Linked DNA regions of Anser cygnoides: region 1 is linked to region 2. A link is a contact called in public Hi-C data. All regions are on one chromosome and are shown on one strand. The core of a region is the stretch at or near the end of the contact, and the rest is flanking DNA. Distances in the headings are between cores, read along the strand shown. Region 1 holds the start of HPF1 (histone PARylation factor 1). Region 2 overlaps CLCN3 (chloride voltage-gated channel 3).

Region 1 (6,238 bases), core at 1,476-3,975, 59 kb after region 2:
GTAGCTGCGTTATCTCCTCTCACATCTCCTGATTAACAGTTTCTTTTCTATACTACTTTTTACAAATAGAAGTAAATATGAACCTTACTTGACTGCAGCAAATACATTGTCACCAACTGGAGTAATCAGACAGTTCTTCTTAGCTTCATTTGCACCAACCCACACCGGAAGCTCATCTGGCACATCCCTATTTTTGAAAAAGTACATACAAATATTCAAGCTGTGTCCATTTCTCCTATTTCAAAGTGAAATTAATTTGCCTCCTCACTATGCTGACATCTCCTTCAGAGACCTTACAAAAGCAACATTAGGTCTAAAACTGTAGAGCCTTAAAGTATGCTTTTGAAAGGAGCTCCTATCAATAATCACACAGAGAACGCAGACTCACCTTATTTCATAATGCTTGACTTTTTCTTTGAAGTCTTATGGCTAGAGATTAAACTAACCAGAAGGTGCTCTGGAGGGATGATGGGGCGAGTTTAATAAACATTTAAATCTAACCTTCAACTCCAATATCTCTGGTCTTATTTTATTAAAGATACCAACCCATGTGTTAATATTCTGTTAAAGAAGAGACATTTATTTGACGTTTATTTTAATTTATACATTTCATTCTCAAATCCTGTGTCATGGAAAACATGGAGGAGAAAAAGTAACAGGCAACTGTATCATAACAAGAGCATATATTAAATTAAATACCTGAAATATCCCATGTGATACTGTGTTTTGCTATCCCCAACAAGTATAGTCTGGAATTCTGGGGGATCATAGAAGAATCTCCAATGAAGATTGAAGTTCACATCTGTTAATTTCGCTTTTTTGTGTTTTCCAGCAAGAATGTCATATGGTCCAACCAGTGTAAGTCCAACACTTGACACAAGTGCATCTGAAAAGCAGAGCACGAACTGTTTTAATTTCTGGCTGGTGCACAGCTAAATCAAGACACTCCTGTGTCACTCACGTATCAAAAATATCCATAAATCCAAACAGTCACACATACTGTTTATCAGACAAGGAAAGTTGAGACGTTCTTTTGTTTAATTAGCTTTCATTCAAGAGTTAGGATATTAAGAGTTAGGTTATTATACTTTTCATTGGAAAATAAAGTGGCATTCCTAGAGCACCTTGAGACCTCATATTCTGTTATATAATAAATTTTAGGGAGTTGAAGTCTGAGTTGATACGAGGAAACTTTAATTCAATATTTAATATTTTAAATGTACCTACAAGAAAGGCAGATTTAGATAACATTTAATCCTTGACGTGCCACGGTTTAATTATATTTCAGGAAGCTTGAAGTAGACTGACATCTTTGTGATTATCTCCAGTATTCTTGTTTATACTCAAGTAAATATCTTGACAGCTGAGCTGCAAACTGAAGCAGCATGAGAACGCATCTGACAGCCTCCAGTTTGCCTACCTTCCGGCTGTTTTTTTTGAGAGTGAAAGTTAGGAAAGGCAAAAAATAAATAAAATCCAAAAACCTACCACTTGGTTTCTCAGGATCTAGTTCTTCACAGAACTTCCAAAATTGGTAGAAGTCTTCAGGTAGCCTAAGCTGGTAGCACGTTTCTGCTTCTTGACGAAGAGCATCAGGTATATCTGCCTGATTTGACCTTCTCTTCTTGGCATCCCCATTTTTTTCACACTGCAGATAGGGAAAGAAAAGTTAACCTCATTGCTTCCTGTCAGTTCCACTGAAGAACTTTACAAAGCCTCTGTATTAATGGAAAAACAACGACCAAGACCATAAAGTCGTGCTTGTTATTTAAAACAGCGTATATACAGATTAGAACATCTACTTTGCAGAGAGTCCCTTAGGAGTGTTATAACAAGTGTTACAACTTGTTTTCCCCAACAAGTTCTTAATATGTACAAAATAGCAAAGCACTACTTTGATATCAGTGGGTCAGTGTGCCCCTAAAGAAGCACCTTTATGAGCTCATCAAGTAAAGGACTAAGCAATCTTAATCTAAGTTTGGCATTATGTTAAAATGGCAGTTTCTAACCACGCAGCAGCCTGCATCTAAGGAACTCCTGTTATACAAGCACTTAGAAGAACGGACACAATTTTGTCATGCTTGATTGAAGGACATAAATCCTCCAAGTGTTTACTACTTGTGCCACTCTGCTATTCCCAGTCTGAGCTGGTGCAGTTTACAGCCTAACATTTTAGATGCAGCCAAAAGTTTAAGTTGCTGTAAAAAAAAAAAATAATGAAAAAAAGATGTAAGGCGAACCAAAACGGGCATGGAAATGCTCCATCCATGCACACACACCGCTACAGCTGTAAGCCTAGGTGGGCTTTTCCCCTGCGATGCTCTAAAAATTGGTAGGTAACTAAACGCTAACGAACAAGTTATGCATAAAAAGGCCAGGTTTATTCCTCTGCTCGGGACGGCACGCCAGGGCTCCCCGCCCGCCCCGACGCGGGCCTAGGGGCTCCGAGCGGCGGCCCGCAGCGCCCCCCCCTCAGCCCGGGGGCCGCCCGCCAACCGCCACCCAACGGCCGCCAACCGCCGCCAAGGGCCGCGCCGCGCGCCCGCTAACCGCCACCTGCTCGCCCCCCGCCGCCGCCGCCGCCGCCGCCGCCGCCGCCGCCGCGCGCGGCCGCCGCTTGCCGCCCCCTGTCATGCTCCCGCCGGCCGCATCGCCGCGCAGCGCGCCCCGCCCCTTCCGAGGTCGCGCGCCGCGGCCCCGCGCCTGCGCACGCCCCGCCCGCCGGGGAGGGGGAGCCCGCCGTTAAACGGCCGGGAGGGGGCTCAGGGGGGGGCTTTGAGGTGGCTCGCGCGGGTGGGCGGTGGTGGGCTGCTGAAGGGCTTTGCGCGGAGAGGCAGGGCTGGGAGACCTGCGGCACGCCTCACGAGTCCTGTGAGGAGCGGCTGAGGGAGCTGGGGTTGTTCAGTCTGGGGAAGAGGAGGCTCTCCTGAACCTCATTGCTCTCTGCAACTACCTGAAAGGAAGGTGTGGGGAGCTGGGGGTCGGCCTCTTCTCACAGGTAACTAGTGACAGGACTAAAGGCCTCAAGTTGCGCCAGGGGAGGTTTAGGTTGGAAATGAGGAGACATTTTTTCTCAGAAAGAGCAGTCAGGCATTGGGACGGGTTGTCCAGGGAGGTGGTGGAGTCACCATCACTTTTTTTTTTTTGTTTGTTTTAAGTCTTGCAGTCCCTTAAGAACAACTGTTGGCTACAGTATTTGCAGTGACCCAGGTTATTAGCTTCTATCTAGGAATATGCTGCAGTGTAATTTGGCCATATATAACATTGACAGCTTAGCATTGGTTTTAGTGATGCAACTGACACAAAAGCCTGATAATTTTAAGTCTGGCTACAACATTCGCTATAAAAAGTTGCAAAGTATGTTACAGGAAACTTGATCCTGACTGAGGATGTTTCCTATCTGTAAAAAATAGGTAGGTACTTCACAGAAAACATGGGTTGATACCACAGAGGTACAGGGCAGTCAGGGACAAAGTCTCCTCCTTCAGCTGGGGAAACTGATGTTTAAATCAACATATGTACTGAATTATTTTCAAAAATCCTGCAAACACACGGAAGGAATATTAAATTCCAAATTTGAACTTCATCTAAGGGATGGATTACGTTTCATAACCTGAGGTTAAGCAGAATCAAGATGCAAGAGCTTGCTAACAAACCACAAACCTAAATTTCTTGTGGGAAGTGTAAGGAGGACTGCCCTGAGGTTTCTCTGGGATGTGTTTTCTAATATTAGTCTCACTGTTGCTCCATAATTTCCAGGATACCAGACCTTAACTGTAGTGTAAGCATGATGAAAGGGCACCTGAAGGAATGGCGTTTTCCTCAGTAGCCTGGTGGAGGTGACTTTGGGTTCTTAATTCTTAGGAGAATAAAGCCTGCTCCCCCCCCCCCCCCCCAAAAAAAAAAAAAAAGAAGTAAAAAAAGGAGTATCCATTATATACTGTAGCTTACCTTACTGAAATTCATACCTCATGCAACAAATTGGTTCAGTGACACCTGAGGCACTGATATTTCCCATTTCAGCATTAAATCTAATGATGAGTACTAGGTTCTGCCACCCTTTACTATTTCAGGATTGGCTTTTTTCCCATTGCAAGGTGAGGTTAATTAAGGAATTAGCTGTGAGTAGTTAGTTATTAAAAAAGGCAAAGAATTTTGAAGAACCAAGACAAAGTATCTTAATATAGTATTGGCCAGGTTGATGACTTTGTGTACAGTATAGCTCCTTTAGGAGGCAGCCTTAAGGAACTAATTAATCCCTTGATTAACCTCATCTCCAAACCCGTAGCTTTGCAGAGACTTTTCAAGCCCTCCTCTTCCCGGTTTTTATTGAAATAAACACTTAAAGTAATCATTGTCAGTTCCACAAGTGGAATTTTACTAAGTTGAATGCAAGAGCTACATGAGAAGGATAGTTCAAACATGCCTCATGCCCTAGCCTATAGTCTCAAGTGTGTATTCTTGCCACATTAGTCTTCTGCTACATAACAACTGAATGAAATCATCGTGAAGGCTTTTATATACTGAGTCGAGAAGAACACAGAACCTTTTCACAGGTGGAAAACTGAAAACTTTTCTCAGTTTGACATTTTGTCAGTTTGACATTTGCCTCTTACGATATTTGGCATTCCAGCATTGCGAGAGAAGTAGTAGAGGTGTGAAGTGACCTTACGATGGACCCATTGTAGATATGCCAAAATCTCACAAAGCAGAACTATGCTGGAAAAATGCAAGTTAACTAGAGAAATACTTCAGCATTGGCATAGTGTTAATAGTGACAGGCCTCAAAAGCCCAAGCTGTAAGGCCATCACCACTTCACTGAAGATACAACTCCTGTGAGCTTTATAGATCAGTTTATTTTTCTTTTTTTTTTTTTTTTTTCTCCACAGAAGCTATAAAAGCTTGAAAGCAAGCACCTCTCCTCTAGAGTAGTCTCCGGTTTGGTGATACCCCAGGAAAGAAGGAGGCACAAAATCTAGGAGGAAAGATAGTAAATCACCTCATGCTTCCAGGCAGGTGCCCCAGCCACTAGGTTATTGGGTAAGAGCAACAGTGTTTGACCATATTTAAAGTAAAATGAGCACTCATTTTGCATCTATATACATATATATGCATGTATACATATTTATGAACATATAGATGTGTAGTGTAACTCACTGTCCTTTTATATAAATCTTACAAACAATTTTGGAATGAGTACCCTGTGAGAAATAGGAGATGAAGTGCCCACTTGCCTGATCCTATCCCATCAGGCTTAAGCTACGAGGCAGTTAGCTTGGTTCAGTTAAGACCATGGTGTGGTACATTCAGAAAGCTTGACCGGATAGATAAGAGGGGCATTTTTGAGATTAGATGTATCTAGACCCAGGTGGCAGCTAAGAAGTGGTTTTCAGGACAGCAGTTCTGAACTTAAGTACACGCTTTAGGTTTGATAAACTATCAGTTACTCTTCAGTTAAGTCTTTATGCTCATCAGCTCCTCTCTGAATTTTAGAAATAAGAGATTGTGAGACTCCGCACAGTTTTACCATGCAGGCCCCCTCTGAAAACACAACAAAACAAAAAACATCACTGCAAGATACAAAATGATTATTCAGTGCACTATTGTATTTTTTTCTCTCTGTAAATAAGCAGTAGCTCCATCTGTGCGTACCTACCTCCAAACAATTTGTTCTCACCTCTCAAGTCATAGACTTGAAAGCATTTCTATAATATGGTATTGCTAACTGTGTTGACATCCCTTCTTTTAACAACCTCTAAAGCTGTGACATGGAAGAATTTTTACAAAGGATGAGCAACTAAAGCAGAATATACAATAAAGCATTTTAGAGCTCCCTACTTCAAACCTGTAAACAGTCTCCTGTGCCTATGCTATCAGACTTCTGAATCAGCATTATCAGAGATTATCTCAGAGATCAATCTGCAAAGTAGCTTTATCAAGCTCTAAGGCCATCTGCATTAGTCCTAATATGCAGAGAGCCTAGCCTTTTTTCTTTAATTTTAAAGCATTCATAAATACGCAGTAACAGCTTCTGTGAGAGAGTACAAAACTGCACTCTGTTGTCTTGATAAAAAAAAAAAAAAAAACAACAAAACTTTTCAGACCTGCTTACTTAAAAACTGTGGTAGATATTTCCTGTGTATACATTTAATTTACCCTTTGAAGTCACCAAAACCTTCATGTGTCTTATAACGATTTTTCCTGTATGTTCCCAAGATCATTGCTTAATATCCAAAG
Region 2 (6,354 bases), core at 3,455-5,954:
CACATAGCCTTTTTCTTCTGTGATGGCATCTGATTTCCTTTCTGTTAGAGTTTGAGTTTCTTTTACTTCCTTGAGTACTTTCAGATCATTCGGATATAAAAGCAAAATTATCTGAAAAGCACTTAACTCAGGTGTGACCCTGAACTTAGGAATCTCTGCACATAGCTAAGGACTGTCTGGTGCATTTCTCTAAAAAGATGAAAGTAGTATAAATACCAGGGCTTCTGGTAGTCCTGGTGTTGTGTAAAAAAAGCTCTGCTCTGTTTCTGGACCCCTCAGATAATTGCAACACAAGTTCACATTCAGAAGGAACAAAATCTTATAAAGATGTACAGAGAAGATTGCACACTGTTGCTGGCCATTTTCATCCAACAGATAACAAATATCATGGCCAAGGACTCACCAGACAAACGTTATGTTGTCTGCAACGGAAACCACAGTCAGAGTTCCTGCACTTGAAAAATGAAGTATGGGTTTTACTCTTCAGTTGTCCTAATGAACTTTAGTGCTGCTCTCATCTGAATGTGGTCACAAGAAGAACACGAGTGATAATTTTTTTCTTCTAAGAGGTCTCTCCAACTCTTCTTTCCTAGGGAGAATATTTTCAGCTGTAGGTACTGAACCATTAGTTTAAAAAGTAATGCAGTGGCAGGGGTTTGGAGCTAGATGATCTTTAAGGTCCCTTCCAACCCAAGCTCTTCTATGACCTTACATGTATTTTAGGCTTGCAGCAAAGTGGCAGCTAAGAACACAGTGGTTTGGTTGTGTTTTTTTTTTTTCCCACAACTTGGCTGAGGATCAGTACTTGCCTGTGAAGCTTAAACTTTTGAGTTATATTTGCTTTTATATTTAGTTTCATGCTTAGATTATGTTTTTTTTAGTGTTTGTTTTTATTTAAAAAAAGAAGACCTCATTTAGCTGCTTATTACTGTGTCTGTGGGAGATTACTCTTTGGTTCTGCTAGTGGAGATTTTTCTAATGCACCAGTAAATGAGATGAGGTGAGTAAGTGTAAATCTGAGTATTCAGCTATTTTTATTTGAAAGCAATTGAAGAGTATGCACATCAGTAATTTGATTGTGAAAGAAGCAGTCCCTTCCATCAAGCAGGCTGAAGTCTTTGTGCCAGGTGGTAAAACTCCTCAGCTGTCCCATCTCTGGGTAGCTGCAGCCTTAGGGGTTGACATTTTAGAGTGGCGATGAAGTAGCTCTGAATTCTTTGTGCAAACCCAAGTCAATACCCTTAATGTTTGGAATCATATGACTGGAAGCATGACTTCAGTATGCAGCCAGTAAACAAGCTGGCAGTTCTCAGTATTTTTAAGCTGAGAAGATAAAAGGTGCTATAAAATGAGTATTTATTATTGATAATGCTTTTGGGAAGATCAGATCCAGTGGTGATACTCTGTATTGGTATGTATCAATAAAGTGGAAAAACTTTTTAGACTTGTTATATTAAGCTTTCATAACTAAACTGTTCGTAAAGCGTACTAAGATTTAGCAGAATCTAGAAATCGGGTCTGAATGTTTTGTAGTTACAGTTTAAAAAAAAAAAAAGGTACTATATTCCTGCTTTACAAGTACTATCTTTTTCATATTGTTTTCTCTTCGTGTTTCTGTGCTTCTCCTTGCTTTCTTTTTTAAAGAACACTTGAGTTTGTGTCTTCTGCCATCAACATGACTTTTATTCTAGAAATAGCTGTGGATAAAACTGCAACAAGCTCTCTATATGTATATTTTTGGAAATTTACTTTTTCTCTTCTATTCCAAGAGTACCTGCTATATAAATTGAGTTAGATGCTTTTTAATAACTCTGTATTTTTTTTAACTCAAGTAACCTCAGTTAACTGACTGTACTCCTTTGACTTTATTTTTTTTTTTTTTAAGTATGACCAAAAATTTGAGAGATCCTTTCTCACTGTGTGGCTGCAATAGGAGCTGTCCCGATCCTGAGACTTTTTAAATTAGTTCCACTTTTTTTTTCTGAATGCCACTGTGGAAGGCAGTCATCTGTGTATTTGCTTTTGTAAAGTTACCATGTGCATTCCCTAATTTTTAACAATTTGGCTTCTTGAGTATCTGTGAGGACTTTTTTCTCTGCTAACTTGAGCAAATTCAGGAAAACTGCCATTTCTCTTGTCCTCCCTTCCATTTTGGGTTTGAAGTGTATGACTTCTGAGCCTTCCTGTTTATGTATAAAGGAATAGTTTGCTAGTTATATATATATATATATAACTATATATATATATATAAAATACAGTGCAAAATTCCTCACAATTCATTCACCTTTTTCCAAAACTGAAGTTCAGAAGCTGAATGATGCTGTTATTTTGTTCACCTCTTTTTACATGACAGGCAATGTAAGTAAATGGAGGCTATGTATACTGGATCTGCAGTGGAAATGGGAATATAATCTTGATGCTGATGAGGCTAAGGATAAAAGTATGAGCCCAGCTTAGCCTTTGTTTTAAAACTGTTGTGAAAGGTTTATTTCTGAACTCATTTTTTTCTGAAGGGTGCACTTTTTTAAAAAAACAACAACAAAAATGCAGACAGTACAGTATTTTTAATAAATGCAATATGAAAGGTTTAGAATTCAATATTCCAAGATGTTCTTGACTGCTTCAACCTTTTAGACAGTTGTTTTGATATATACATATGTGTATATATGTGTATATATATATATGCATACACACGCTTTATGTTAATATTTGAATTTAGGTGTAGGTGCCTGTCATATTGCTCTTTACCTGCTCTTAAAGTATATGGGATTTTTTTATATCTCAATTTTTTTTATATATTTAAAAGGATATGTATAAAATTCCTGACTACTTCGTATTAAATACCACTTCTGAACGCTCTTACCAGGTAAAACCTATTAAATCCTGTTTTTCTTCCAAAAACTTTCAGCAAATGATTCCTATTGGTACCACTGCATTTCACCTATTCTAGAACATGTTCTTATATGTAAAGAAAGATCGCATTCTAAATTTTTATTTTACCTGCCTTTGTTTTATGTCTGCATAGCACTTCTCACTGGGTACTGTCCTCATGTCAGTTTTGGAGGAATTTATGCATGAGTTTGGTCATATGACTGACTTCTGTTCAGCTCTTAGCTGTTTGTACTGAACAGAAAAAATGATTATTACAATGAGTTGGGGGTTATCAGGATTTTTCCGAGTGTGGGAAAGAGCTCTTCTGTTAACAAGATCATTTTTCAACACTATATGGTGTTCTATGGTTGATTCTTATTATAAAAAAGAAAAGCAGCAGCTTTTTCTTTCAGCTATTTAAAGCAGGTTTGGAATCTAGCTTTGAGTTCTCACCCACCCCCTTCTACTCGTCCCAGGACAATAAAAAGTTAAAATGTCTTTTGTTTCCTGCCCTTTGAGATACAGAAAAGTGTTCTTATGTATTTATGGGGCAACGGAGAACATACCAGAGGTTTACAGATTATGCAAATTGCCCGACAACAAACGTCCTGTAAATCAAATTTCTTACTGTCCTAGTCCATCTTCTCCAGAGACACTTCACTGCACTGCAAGTGATTCCCTCAGCTGACTCGCTTCTCTGCTTGACCTTTCCTTTGTAGGGCTTGAAAGATAAGCAGGATGTCTGGTGTTTGAGGACAAGAAAAACGCCTGAGGTCCTGAACTGTATGGAAAACTAATAGCTTTATATGCTTTGTGGACTATACATGTAGCTGTTTCTGTGCTGTTCCCCTTTACCAGTGTAGTTCCTGTTTGTGCTGTACTTAATTACATCTTGCACAATTTGCTATACCTGGATGCTCATTGCTCTCTTCCCTCTCCTTAGTTGTAGCAGGTGAGATACACTGTTCTATTTTTTTTTGTGTAATGATTTTTTTTTCTCATTTGTTTTTAATTGTTTTAGTGTCAGAGGCTTCTCTGTTAGCTTGCTTTGTAGAAGAGTTTTGATGGATCAGGACATCCTGGAAGTATGTTAGTATGGCTGAGTGTAGTTGCACCTTTTTCCTGTTACACTCTTTTCGCAGAAGACTTGGGTATATGTGTGGGATTGAATTCTTTGTTTCAAGAGCTCCCTGATTGTTGCTTAGATTTTCTTTCTTTATTCTTACAGCGCATTATTTCTCTACTTTTTTTTTTCAAAGAGTCTGAAAGATTTTTGAGTTTGTTTTCTGTCTGAACCATACTATGCATGAAAACTATGACGCTTCATAAAAATGCGGAGTGTAATACCTTTAGTGTTCTCATAAACCCTCTATCTTGCATTGTTAAAGTAATCTAGGCTGGAAAAAAAAAGTTTAAATACTTAGGGCAACTAGTAGTTGCTGGAAATCAGGCATGGTTTATTTTATTTAGTTTTTCAGGGTATTGGGCTTCACTGGCATTCAGATGATACCTTGTTTCCCTGCTTGAAGTTTCTCTTCAGTAACCCCATCTTTCCCCCACTTGCCTTTTAGTGTCCATTTGGATAGGGCAGGGAATCCGCGGGCTGAATCTGACCGTATAAAACAGCAGGCTGTCTGGTTCATTGCCTCTGCTCTGTTCTCCCTCTCTACAACTCTGTAAGCATTTGTGCAGGCTGCTGTGTGTGAATGCAGTCTTCCAGCATCCACAAAAGATAATCCCCACTGGCCTGGGTTGGGCATGAGTCTGGTTCTCCTCTGGCAGCTGTAACCACAAAAAAACTCCCGGCTGGCTCCTCCTTCCCTTTCTTATTGCTGTTCTCAGCAGTCTGCTTTGGAGGAGGAGTGTGCTTGCTCTGTCCACACCCTCTGCTTCCTTGGGCAGGGCAGACCTTCTGCATGCTATAACAGTATTTTAAGGTCACATGAGCACGCGCTTTTAAATTGACTCCGACACTGAACACAGCTCGAGGTGGTGCATCCCTAACTTTGTGTCCCAGTTTGTTAAACAAGCCCTTCTCTTAAAGGCACACAAGAAAATCTGTTGTGTGTTGACCTCAGCTGTCATCCCCACGCTCTTAATTGCAGGTGGAGGTGGCGGGCAAGCCAGTGACTGACGTGCTCTCAACAAGTAAAACTTCAGTCCTGTGTGAAGCTTATTGAGCTCTGACTTTCTGATGGCCTTCATTTCCCGCCTTTGGTGCGTGCTGCTGGAAGGCAGTAATCTGTAACACCATGTCAGGTACGAAGCAGTTGAGGACCTGACTTAGGGAATGCAGAGAAAGAACGTACAACTCTTAATCTTGGTTAGGGTGCTCGGCAGGAATGGTTTGGGTGTCACAGCTTCTGCTGGCTTGCTGAAGAGGTCTGTCAGCAGCAGTATGTCTGCAGCAGGAGACATGGTATTTCAAAACCAGCAGAGAAGGCCTGTGATACCATGCCATGCCATGTAACTGGAGGCACGTATGTGCCGGAGGAGTTGGCATGCAGGACTCCTCATGGTATGCTTGGTCTGGCTCTGGGACGTCTGTTGGTTTTGTCTGTCAGTTTCTGACTGATTGAATGTTCTAGTCTGTTGTAGACCAGGTTCAAAGCATTTTCTCGGTTATTGGAAGGTTTAATACCTCTAATGCACTGCTCTGACATTTCTGCAAAGTTATTAAACAGACCTCCAAAAGGAGAGTTATGTCCCTTACTATGAATAGCAGGCTTGTGGTAAGATTAACTGAAGTTGTGGAGCTCAATATAAAGGAATTTTTATTTTTATATTTCATATTTTTATTATTTTATATTTATTTTAAATATATGAAAGAGAGACAATGTTCTTCCTTCATTGTGGAGATAGGTGACAATGCAGGGAGTGCATACACATCTAGCAAGTCCAAAAGTTCTCAGTTCAGCTCTGCTGTATGTCTTCCATTTATGATAGTACCCAACTGATCCAGGCAGAGTGATGTTAACAGAAGTTTCTGTAAGCATAATAGCAAAATAGTTGGACTGCTTATGATCTGACCTCTTCTGGTATGTTCTTTGTAGGTACTGTATGGGAAGGCCAAAATTACTGTGTGACAACTTGTATCTATTGCATCATTCTAAATGTAGCTTCTGAATAAATTATCACAATCTGATATATTTTGGGGAAAATGGAGATGCTTCCAGGTGTAAGCAGATGTATTTTCAATCAGGATCTGCTTCATCATATGATAGTGTGAAATTTTCTTGGCTGTCCATTAAGGAGCTTTTCTCAGTGCCTGTAAAATCGTAAGAAGAATCCTCACACAGGTATGAAAGAAATGTGTTTGAAGAGAGAGCATGTTTTAAATTGTAAATATTCTGAACAGTTTTTTAAGGGAGTGAGAATGGTCAAACCAAAGGGATTTGTTTTGACCAATAGTAGATCTCTAGGGAAGAGTTTAAGAAGAGAATAAGCATACACACTTGTCTCTTGGCCTCCAGTATTCCTACC

What was found. Hi-C and Micro-C count contacts between places; a contact is called where the count stands out from the background.
Region 1: a contact with region 2 is called in a Hi-C map of liver, with 5 times the contacts expected there. The contact joins the promoter of HPF1 here to the enhancer-like site in region 2. A contact is called at or near these places in 3 of 7 Hi-C or Micro-C datasets (granulosa cells and liver).

Annotation. Positions count from the first base shown.
Region 1 is chr4:53,523,392-53,529,629 of Taihu_goose_T2T_genome, forward strand. HPF1 (histone PARylation factor 1) reads right to left here and starts at 2,726. Exons shown (of 8, transcript XM_066996766.1): 1 at 2,554-2,726; 2 at 1,489-1,648; 3 at 700-886; 4 at 89-187. The coding sequence starts at 2,634.
Region 2 is chr4:53,462,732-53,469,085 of Taihu_goose_T2T_genome, forward strand. The region is part of intron 1 of CLCN3 (chloride voltage-gated channel 3); the gene reads left to right. Among named protein-coding and RNA genes, the nearest start is that of CLCN3, 8.7 kb to the left of the region's middle. Within about 2 kb of position 4,705, at least 1 of the 3 cell types and tissues checked has open chromatin away from gene starts, as enhancers often do.